Linked DNA regions of Mus musculus: all the other regions are linked to region 2. A link is a contact called in public promoter capture Hi-C data. All regions are on one chromosome and are shown on one strand. Each heading gives the region's core, a stretch centred on a gene start, on an enhancer-like site or on the middle of the called end of the contact. The rest is flanking DNA. Distances are from core to core; before and after follow the strand shown. Region 1 holds the start of Hsd11b1 (hydroxysteroid 11-beta dehydrogenase 1). Region 2 holds the start of A130010J15Rik (RIKEN cDNA A130010J15 gene). Region 3 holds the start of G0s2 (G0/G1 switch gene 2).

Region 1 (2,733 bases), core at 175-2,674, 69 kb before region 2:
TGAATGATTCAGATCTTTCCCATCGTTGATCCCCAATCTCTCCTCATAGGCCAGACACTCATTCTTGACATTCCAGCTTCTCTACATGCTCTGCAGTTACTCACAGTTCAGGATTGGCTTTGTTCTGGGTGATTTTCATGACACGGGTGGCAAGTTTTAAGCTGAAAAACTTAACTGTGGTGTGTCTTTAACTCTTTGAGGATTATTCTTTAATAAAATCTTGCTACACATAAAAGAAGGTGATTATTTCTGCCTTGTCATAACGACACATTTTTAATTGCTAGAGTGTCTCTTGTCTTGATGCTCCTGTTGGATCGTTTTTTACCTGGGACTTGGATGCTCTATGCTAGTTTTACTTCAAGTACATCCCTTGGAACTTTATGGCAACAGGTATGGAATCCCAACTCTTTGGGAGGCTGAGGCAGGAGGATCGCAAGTCTGAGGCTACAGAGCAAGTTCCAGGCAAGCCTGATCAACTTAACTGAGACCCAGACTCAAAGTAGAGGTCAAAAGGTTAGCACTGCAGCTTATGAGCGAGCAGTGTGGCTATAGCCAAAGATGGTCTAGATCTTCTAGTCTGGCCTCCTTTTCTCAGCATCCTCTTCTGTTCCTCGCTGCTCCACAGCATTTGCATAACCCAGTTTAACAACCTGCTGCCTTTCTTCCCGTTTTGGGGCCCATTGTTCCTTCTTCATTCTCTGTTAAAGTAATAAGGGTGAGCTCCCTTGCACTTGCCTGAGAGTCTTGAACTGAGCTTGGGTTTCCCGCCATCTGGGTCTGGCTGGGTTGCAACTTCTCTTTGATGTTGTAATGCTTTTTCATTGAACTGGAGTGTGGGGCTTATATGGCTTGTTTGCTTTATTCTTTTTTCTCCTAAGACATGCACATTTTTTTTCCCTTGAGCTTATTTTGCTGTTTTGTGTTCTTATTTTTAATTGCTTCTGACTGGGGAGTGGGGCCAAGGGTGAGATTTGGCTTGAGTTTAGCTCTATTTGATATCATTCATATTTCCCCAAAGCCCCACATGCTCAGGGGTTCTTAGGTGCTGTTTCTCTCTGTGTGTATCTCTGTCTCTGTCTCTCTTTCTCTCCCTCCCTCCCTCTCTTTCTCCCTTCCTCCTTCCCTCCCTTGCTCTGCCCTCTCCCCCTCCCTCCCTGACAAGCCATTCTTGCAAGGCCATTCTGCCGTGTGCAAAGGATGTCGCAGTAGGAGATGCTCAGGAACCCAGCCCTGCACAGTCATGAGCCTGGCCATCTGGAAGTTGCCTCTTACTCAATGAAATGGAGTAAACATTGTCCATTATGAAATCCACCACGCAGGCTGCCAGGGACGAATGGGATCCCACCCAAAGCCAATCGTTGCTCTGACAGGGAAGTTGGCTAGTGCTGCCTGAGACTACTCCAGCCTCCCCCGTCCCTGATGTCACAATTCAGAGGCTGCTGCCTGCCTGGGAGGTTGTAGAAAGCTCTGCAGGTTTTCTTCGTGTGTCCTACAGGGCGCCCTGAGCCAGGTCCCTGTTTGATGGCAGTTATGAAAAATTACCTCCTCCCGATCCTGGTGCTCTTCCTGGCCTACTACTACTATTCTACAAATGAAGAGTTCAGACCAGGTGAGTACCACTGTGTCTCATTTGGAGAAACAGGCTTAAAACACAGAGGTGCTGGAATGTTCCTAAAGTTCTAGCTGTGTTCTTGATCCCTACATCACTGATTCAAACCCTAATGTTGAATCTGTAACCCTGTATCCTCCAGCCACAGACTGTGGGCAGGAGAGGACTGGGAGGGGGTGAGCCTTACAGCCAAGGAGGTCATGCTTTGCTGGACCTACAGCATGGAAAGTGATGTCAGATCTACAGAAGGGAAGGTAGTACCCAGACACAGGGCTCATCCAGATAGCTGTGTTCCATGGAGATACTGATAGCCGAGAATCAAAAAAAAAAAAAAAAAGGGTTATGAAGTTGATGACTAAGTAGATGGGCTGAAATCTCTGTGAACACATTTTGTGATGCTCTTTTAAATTCCCTTTCAAGTTAGCAAAATTAGATTATGACAAAAGGGTTGAACTTGGGTACTTTCACCAAACTCTGACCTCTCTGGCCTTGTCTCTATGATCTCTGCGTGTGGAGATTTTTAGAAATGATAGCAGGATGGCTCGGCTCTGGACATCCAGGCCAAACCCATGTTTGAGAGCCTGTTTATGAATAACCGCAAGTGCAGCTTCAGTGGTTACAGCATGAGATAAAATGATCTGGGCTCACAACCTCTAAGTATGGAAAGCAAGACAAGGCTTTGGGGACACTCACGGCTTCTGTGGTTCCCCAGAAATGCTCCAGGGAAAGAAAGTGATTGTCACTGGGGCCAGCAAAGGGATTGGAAGAGAAATGGCATATCATCTGTCAAAAATGGGAGCCCATGTGGTATTGACTGCCAGGTCGGAGGAAGGTCTCCAGAAGGTGAGTGTTCTGTGTCCCCCTTATAGTCTCACACTTAATGTACAAAGTCTTGCCCCCCCACCCAATACACACACACACACACACACACACACACACACACACTTGCATGTGTTTGGTGTTGGTAGCCACAGAGTTCTTTGACTGTGTATGTTCATAGTTGTACCTGTTCATACACATTGCCCTTGTGCAGATACATGTATTCAGAGACTGGGGTTCCTGTATCTGCTCATGCATTTATTTATGTTGGCATGCCCCATAGTCTCACAAGTTTGAGAGCCCTA
Region 2 (2,804 bases), core at 131-2,630:
AGGCAGCCACGAAATCCGGGCAGTAAACACCCGCAGGGGAGTCATGGTTAAGCAGTTGTCATCTTCACGGTTCAGGTCAAATGTGTAAGAGACTGGATATCCCAGGAGTATCCCAAATACAGTGCAGAGATTCCAGTCTGAGGAATGTAGCCTGGTGTAGGAGACTCCCTGAGACACATCTTTCTTAAGTCCTCGAAAACGTGTGATGACGTCAGCTATGAGAGATTTCAAGTCCGGGAGCTGGTCCACCGACCGGACAGAAGGATGAGGTTGGGAGCGGGAAACGTCCACGAAAGCTACAGTACCAAGCAGTGTCTGTTCCAAATGCTGACAGGCATACTCAGGACTGACAATAAAGTTATTCTCTCCAATCTCAAGAATGTGAAGTCCTGGCTCCAGGAAGCCCAGCCCCTGTAGTTCCTCCAGATAACTTTGGAGCGCCAATACTCCTGCAGAGTTGCAATCATAGAGTACAGCTGGCTTCAGCCCGCGGGCCACAGCCAGCACCTCTCCTGCCAGGTGAAGGCAGGTAGCTCGAGGTGGGCATTTTCTCTTGCCCATGCCCAGAGTCTGCTGAGCAGCTGCCACCAGCAGCTGAGGGCTTGGTGTTGACATAAGATCTGGAAGTTACATGACATATGGCCTCCTTAGCTAGCCACAGTTCCTTTCCCTGGGCCACACACAGTTCAGCTCCCAGCACTTGAGAAAGATCCTAGAAACAATATGGTAGGGGGAAATCGTTAATACTGTCAAGATGGGGTCACCAATGCTGCACCCCATTTCTCTGGCAGACTTAAGTTTACGAAATCGTCCTTCTAGTCACATTTACATTGTCTCTGGCTTCGATTCTAACTTTTACCTGGTGCAATTTATGCTCTGGGATTCAAACCTTACAGCAAAAGTTACCACTTCTCCCAAAACTGTCCAACTGGGACAGAACTCTGGGCTCTAAACTTCAGCGCCTGTAAGCTCTCCATTGCCAGCTCCTCAGACAGATCTCCACAGAGCGCTCACAGCAGCCTGATCAAACCAGCATAAGCTACAACGCGGAGTAATCACCGCCTCACCCTGCGACACTCAGGTAAGAGAAGCCGCTAGAACTGGGGCACGAGCCAGTTTAACACTTGCTGGACCCTCTTCCCTTCTAGGAAGGCACGCTCCCACCGCCACACCTACCCACACGTGCCTACGCGGTGGTAGACTAGTTACAAAAGGAAGCGCTCTGCCTCAAGACACTCGGCTAGCATTTCCGCCGCAGGTTCGGGGGCGCAGGAAGCCCTTCCGCCTGCCCGCCAGCGGCGTAGTGCCCTCCCACGCCCCACACTCGGTACTGTGAAAACCCGACAGTGTGTGCAGAAGCCCAGGGAAAGACAGCCTGACGTGCATGCGCACTGGCTTACTCCGCCTTTCCGTGACGTCATTTGAAAAGCAAACGCAAGCCAGAACCTTTGAAGAGGCTGCGGACGGAGTGGGAGGTAAAGCCACCTTAGACCCGCCCCTTCCGGTAGAGCCCCTGCGGGCGGGCCTTGCGAGGCGGAAGTGGAAGTGGGGGAGAAGCCGCTGGGACCGCCAGTTGTCAGTCCGCGGAATAAGGGACACCTCTCCTGTGGGCAATGCTGTAAAGCTTTATTTTGTATTATTATTTTTTTAATGTACCTAAATTCTGAACTTGACAGGTATGCCAAGGCCATGCATATTCACTCCTTTTTTAAAAATCGCCTTATTGTGTGGGCGTGCACAATGGCGCCCTGTCAGCTCTCGCTTCCACCTTGTAAGAGGGTCCGAGGTACTGAACTCAGGAAGCCAGCCTGCTGAGCAAGTGCCATTAACTGCTGAGCCAGTACTGTTGTACTATGTGTTGCAGGGGCTGGCCCGGAACGGGACTTCTCGTTCTCTGGTTTATGCCGCGTTGGGGATTGAGCTCTGGAATTCACGCGTGCCAAACACTACTAACTGTATGTCTGCAGCCTGAGTATTCACTCTCAGTGTGCCGAGGTACTGCATTGTACCTTCTTCATGGAGCTCAAAGCCCGAGAGTCCAGTTTGCTGATCATCTTATTTTAAAAGATTGATTTTTATTTCCATTCATAAGTTTGTGCAGGTGCCCAGGAAGCCAGAAAAGGGAGTAGGGTCACCTGGAGCTGAATAAGTTAAAAATATTGTGAGCTGCCTAACACGGGCTTTGGGAACGGAATTCAAATCTTTGGGAGAAAAAGCAGGTCTCATCTCTACAGCCACACTGTTGTGGTGGGGATTTGTTTGTTGAGACAATGTCTTGCTATGTATTCCTCAAACATGACAATCCTCCTGCCTCAGCCTCGGAAGTTCTGAGGTTAGAGTCTACCCTAATTGAATGATACCTCAAGGAGTTATCTATACCTCAAGGAGGATGGGCAAAACTAAGGAGGGGAACACCATCTAGGAAGCCAAAGGTGAGTTAACATCCTTACTGGCCGCTTCAAGGCCACCCATGCCCCTGACCATAACCTCTGACCCACTGCTTTGTAAGTAAACCTAATGGACTCCTTGGTACCCCAGATTGAACTTCGGTGGAACTGTACCCTCATCTGCCATTAGGACCTTAGAAAGTGCCTTGTTCCTTTCTCCAGAGAAGTCTTACAGCAGATAGGAAGGTCAAATGTTGACATAAGGAATTTGCCTATATCTTCTGTGAAGGAAATCTTAAGAAAACTCTAGCCTGGACAAATGGCCCCAAGTTATGGGCAGCAAAATGGAGACCCAGACTGGAGGTTTTACAGTGGTGCTATGCTGGTACCTTCATACCAAAAAGGACCAGCAGTGTG
Region 3 (2,700 bases), core at 198-2,697, 100 kb before region 2:
CCTTTCCCCTAAGGCTCTGGACTCTAACAGGGAAGGCTGAGCAGGCTGTTGCAAGATTGCATCAGTGACCTTTGCAATTTTCTGGCCAGTTGGTTCCCCTTCCTCCCCGCCCCACCCCCTGCTTCAAGCCCTTTGGCCTACCTCTTTCCCTACTTTGTTAACTCAGGTACACCGATAGCCACAGCTAAATTATAGCCCACCCCACCCCCACCCAGGGGATCATATTTAATCTTAATCTAACCAGCTTCCAGAGAGTGTCCTCCGTCCTGGATCCCCACTCTAAGGGCACACTCTCCCAAACCTGAGAAGGGTGGCATGGAATCACTGTAAGAGGGTGAAATACTTTCATTACAGACAATTTTTTCCACGGGCCTTCTTTAAGGCTTACCGCCAATTTCACTTCTCAAGTAAACATAGAAGAGAAGGCAATTTGTGTGTGCGTGTGTGCATGTGTGTTGTGTACAAATATATATGACCCACACAGCCTAACACATACTAGGCAAGCACTCCACCACAAAACCACATCTATAACCCTCTATATTTTGATTTCTGACACAAAATCTCAGTTTATTCAGGTTATGCTCAAACTCACCATCCTCCTGCCTCTTGCTGGAATTACAGATATGTGCTTTGGGTTTAATAACTATTCCCTGTAATACAGAAATAACTATGGAAGCACCTTACTGAGGCTAATTTATTGTCCTCCCTCTCCCCCTCCCCCTCCCCTCCCCTCCCCTCCCCTCCCCCTCCCTCTCCCTCTCCATGTCTCTCTCTCTCTCTCTCTCTCTCACACACACACACACACACACACACACACACACACACCTCTATGCATTAGAAGAAACTCTCAAACCCTCAAAGAAAATCTTTCTATTAGGTAACTAGCAATGTTCCCGCTGTTCTCATGTCTTAGCAAAACCTAACAGCCAAGAAAGCAGCACTCTGGAAGAACATTCTACTCCCTGGAGGTACGGTTTTTCGATTTGGTTTGCCTGCTCACTGCAGGTTCCCTCTGTTGCCTTCCCTTCCACCCACACCCTCCCTGACTGGTGAGAGGTGACCTTTCTGAACGAAAACGAACCCCAGATTCCCTCATTAGGGTCTGTCTCTGTTCCTCCTGGACTACAGGGGAGCTTGGGCCAGGGAACAGAGCAACAGACAAGACTAGAAAGTGTGTCCTGTAAGGGAAGCACGCCACACCGTCACCTGGTGGTCTCCTCTTCAGCTGCACCCTGAAGTGGTGCCTTGGGCTTTCAGTTTTTGCAGCACCAGCGGGCTAGGGTCTCAGGGCGCACACAGCAGGGGCGTGCACTACTCGTGGTCACCTCCCTGGTCCCCCGCAGCGCCCCTCCCGTTCTTCCTTTCCACCCCTCCCCACCCCCACCCCACCCCACCCTCCCCCTCCACCACCACCCCCCGCTGCCACTCCCGCCCCGCTTCTCTTTCTGCAGTCAGGGCTCAGGCCAGTGAGCCAGGAGGCGGATCCCGGACAAAAGATATAAGGACTCTGTTCACAGAGCGCTGCAGCTGCGGAGTGTCCCTCCCAAAGAGCAGCAGCTGAGGGAAGAAGAACGCCAAAGCCAGTCTGACGCAAGGACGCCTGACCTTCTCCAGCAAGTGCTGCCTCTCTTCCCACTGCACCCTAGGTGAGCCTCCAGGCCCGGGAACCGAGGGTGGGCAAGAGACACCAGACCCCCTCCCCCAGCTGCCTTCTCCCCTGGGCTCGAGTTCCCCTAGTCAGCAGCCACCCCCTTTCTGTGTTTAGGGTTCCCTGTTCTCTGCTTCTTTCCCTCACCCGAACTCAACCCCATTCCTCTCTGCTAACTCTGCAGGCCCAGCCACCCACAGCCCAGAGCTCAGATGGAAAGTGTGCAGGAGCTGATCCCTCTGGCCAAGGAGATGATGGCGCAGAAGCCCCGAGGGAAGCTAGTGAAGCTATACGTGCTGGGCAGTGTGCTGGCGCTCTTCGGTGTGGTGCTCGGCCTAGTTGAGACGGTGTGCAGCCCTTTCACAGCCGCCAGCCGTCTGCGCGACCAAGAGGCTGCAGTGGTGGAGCTGCGGGAAGCGTGTGAACAGCAGTCCCTCCACAAGCAGGCCCTGCTGGCAGGAGGCAAGGCACAGGAGGCGACCCTGTGCAGCCGGGCCCTGTCCCTCCGGCAGCACGCCTCTTAAGGCCGGTGACTGACAGAGAAGGGAGACACAGATCATGACCCAGGTGGGCAACAGAGTCACATGCTGTTTCAAGGTGCCACCGAATCCAGAACTGACCCCACACAGATCACCTAAGGGGTCTGGGACTGATTTGCTGCTGTGCAGCACGCACTGTGATTTGCCCTAGGCTGTGCGAGCAATCAAGGAGCTATCACTTTGCATTAGAGAAGGAGACAGGCTTTTTATACAGTTATTTTTATTGTTATTATTATTATTGCAATGACTATCGTTTTGCATTTTGAAATAAAAACCTTTTATACTCTATCTCATTATTTAATTCTTGGGAGGTGAGATGACTCTCTCACCCAGAACTGTGGCTAGTCCTGCTTCATACCTGGGGCTTGAATACTGCCTGGCACAAGACAGTTCTACTCACACAAGAGTGAAACTCTAAACATGGTACAGGAGTTAGCATTTTTTGGATCACAAGATAAATCAATTTCTGACCTTGAGTGAGAGAGAGAGAGAGAGAGAGAGAACCAGTGGATT

The links. Promoter capture Hi-C pulls out the DNA fragments that hold promoters and counts their contacts. Capture Hi-C pulls out chosen DNA fragments and counts their contacts.
Region 1: a promoter capture Hi-C map of liver shows a contact between it and region 2. The contact joins the promoter of Hsd11b1 here to the promoter of A130010J15Rik in region 2. A contact is called at or near these places in 1 of 39 promoter capture datasets (macrophages), 5 of 484 Hi-C or Micro-C datasets (liver, muscle stem cells and uterus) and 3 of 9 other capture datasets (adipose tissue, liver and pancreatic islet).
Region 3: a contact with region 2 is called in a promoter capture Hi-C map of second pharyngeal arch cranial neural crest. The contact joins the promoter of G0s2 here to the promoter of A130010J15Rik in region 2. A contact is called at or near these places in 5 of 39 promoter capture datasets (cranial neural crest, frontonasal cranial neural crest, liver and 2 more), 1 of 484 Hi-C or Micro-C datasets (liver), 3 of 115 datasets of contacts at active chromatin or transcription factors (effector CD8 T cells, hepatocytes and stem cell-derived neural progenitor cells) and 3 of 9 other capture datasets (adipose tissue, liver and pancreatic islet).

What each region holds. Positions count from the first base shown.
Region 1 is chr1:193,241,051-193,243,783 of GRCm38.p6, reverse strand. Hsd11b1 (hydroxysteroid 11-beta dehydrogenase 1) reads left to right here and starts at 1,424. Exons shown (of 6, transcript NM_001044751.1): 1 at 1,424-1,609; 2 at 2,322-2,452. The coding sequence starts at 1,522.
Region 2 is chr1:193,172,153-193,174,956 of GRCm38.p6, reverse strand. A130010J15Rik (RIKEN cDNA A130010J15 gene) reads right to left here and starts at 1,380. Exons shown (of 2, transcript NM_181048.3): 1 at 1,177-1,380; 2 at 1-712. The coding sequence starts at 615.
Region 3 is chr1:193,271,935-193,274,634 of GRCm38.p6, reverse strand. G0s2 (G0/G1 switch gene 2) reads left to right here and starts at 1,447. Exons shown (of 2, transcript NM_008059.3): 1 at 1,447-1,646; 2 at 1,833-2,475. The coding sequence starts at 1,861. The coding sequence ends at 2,172.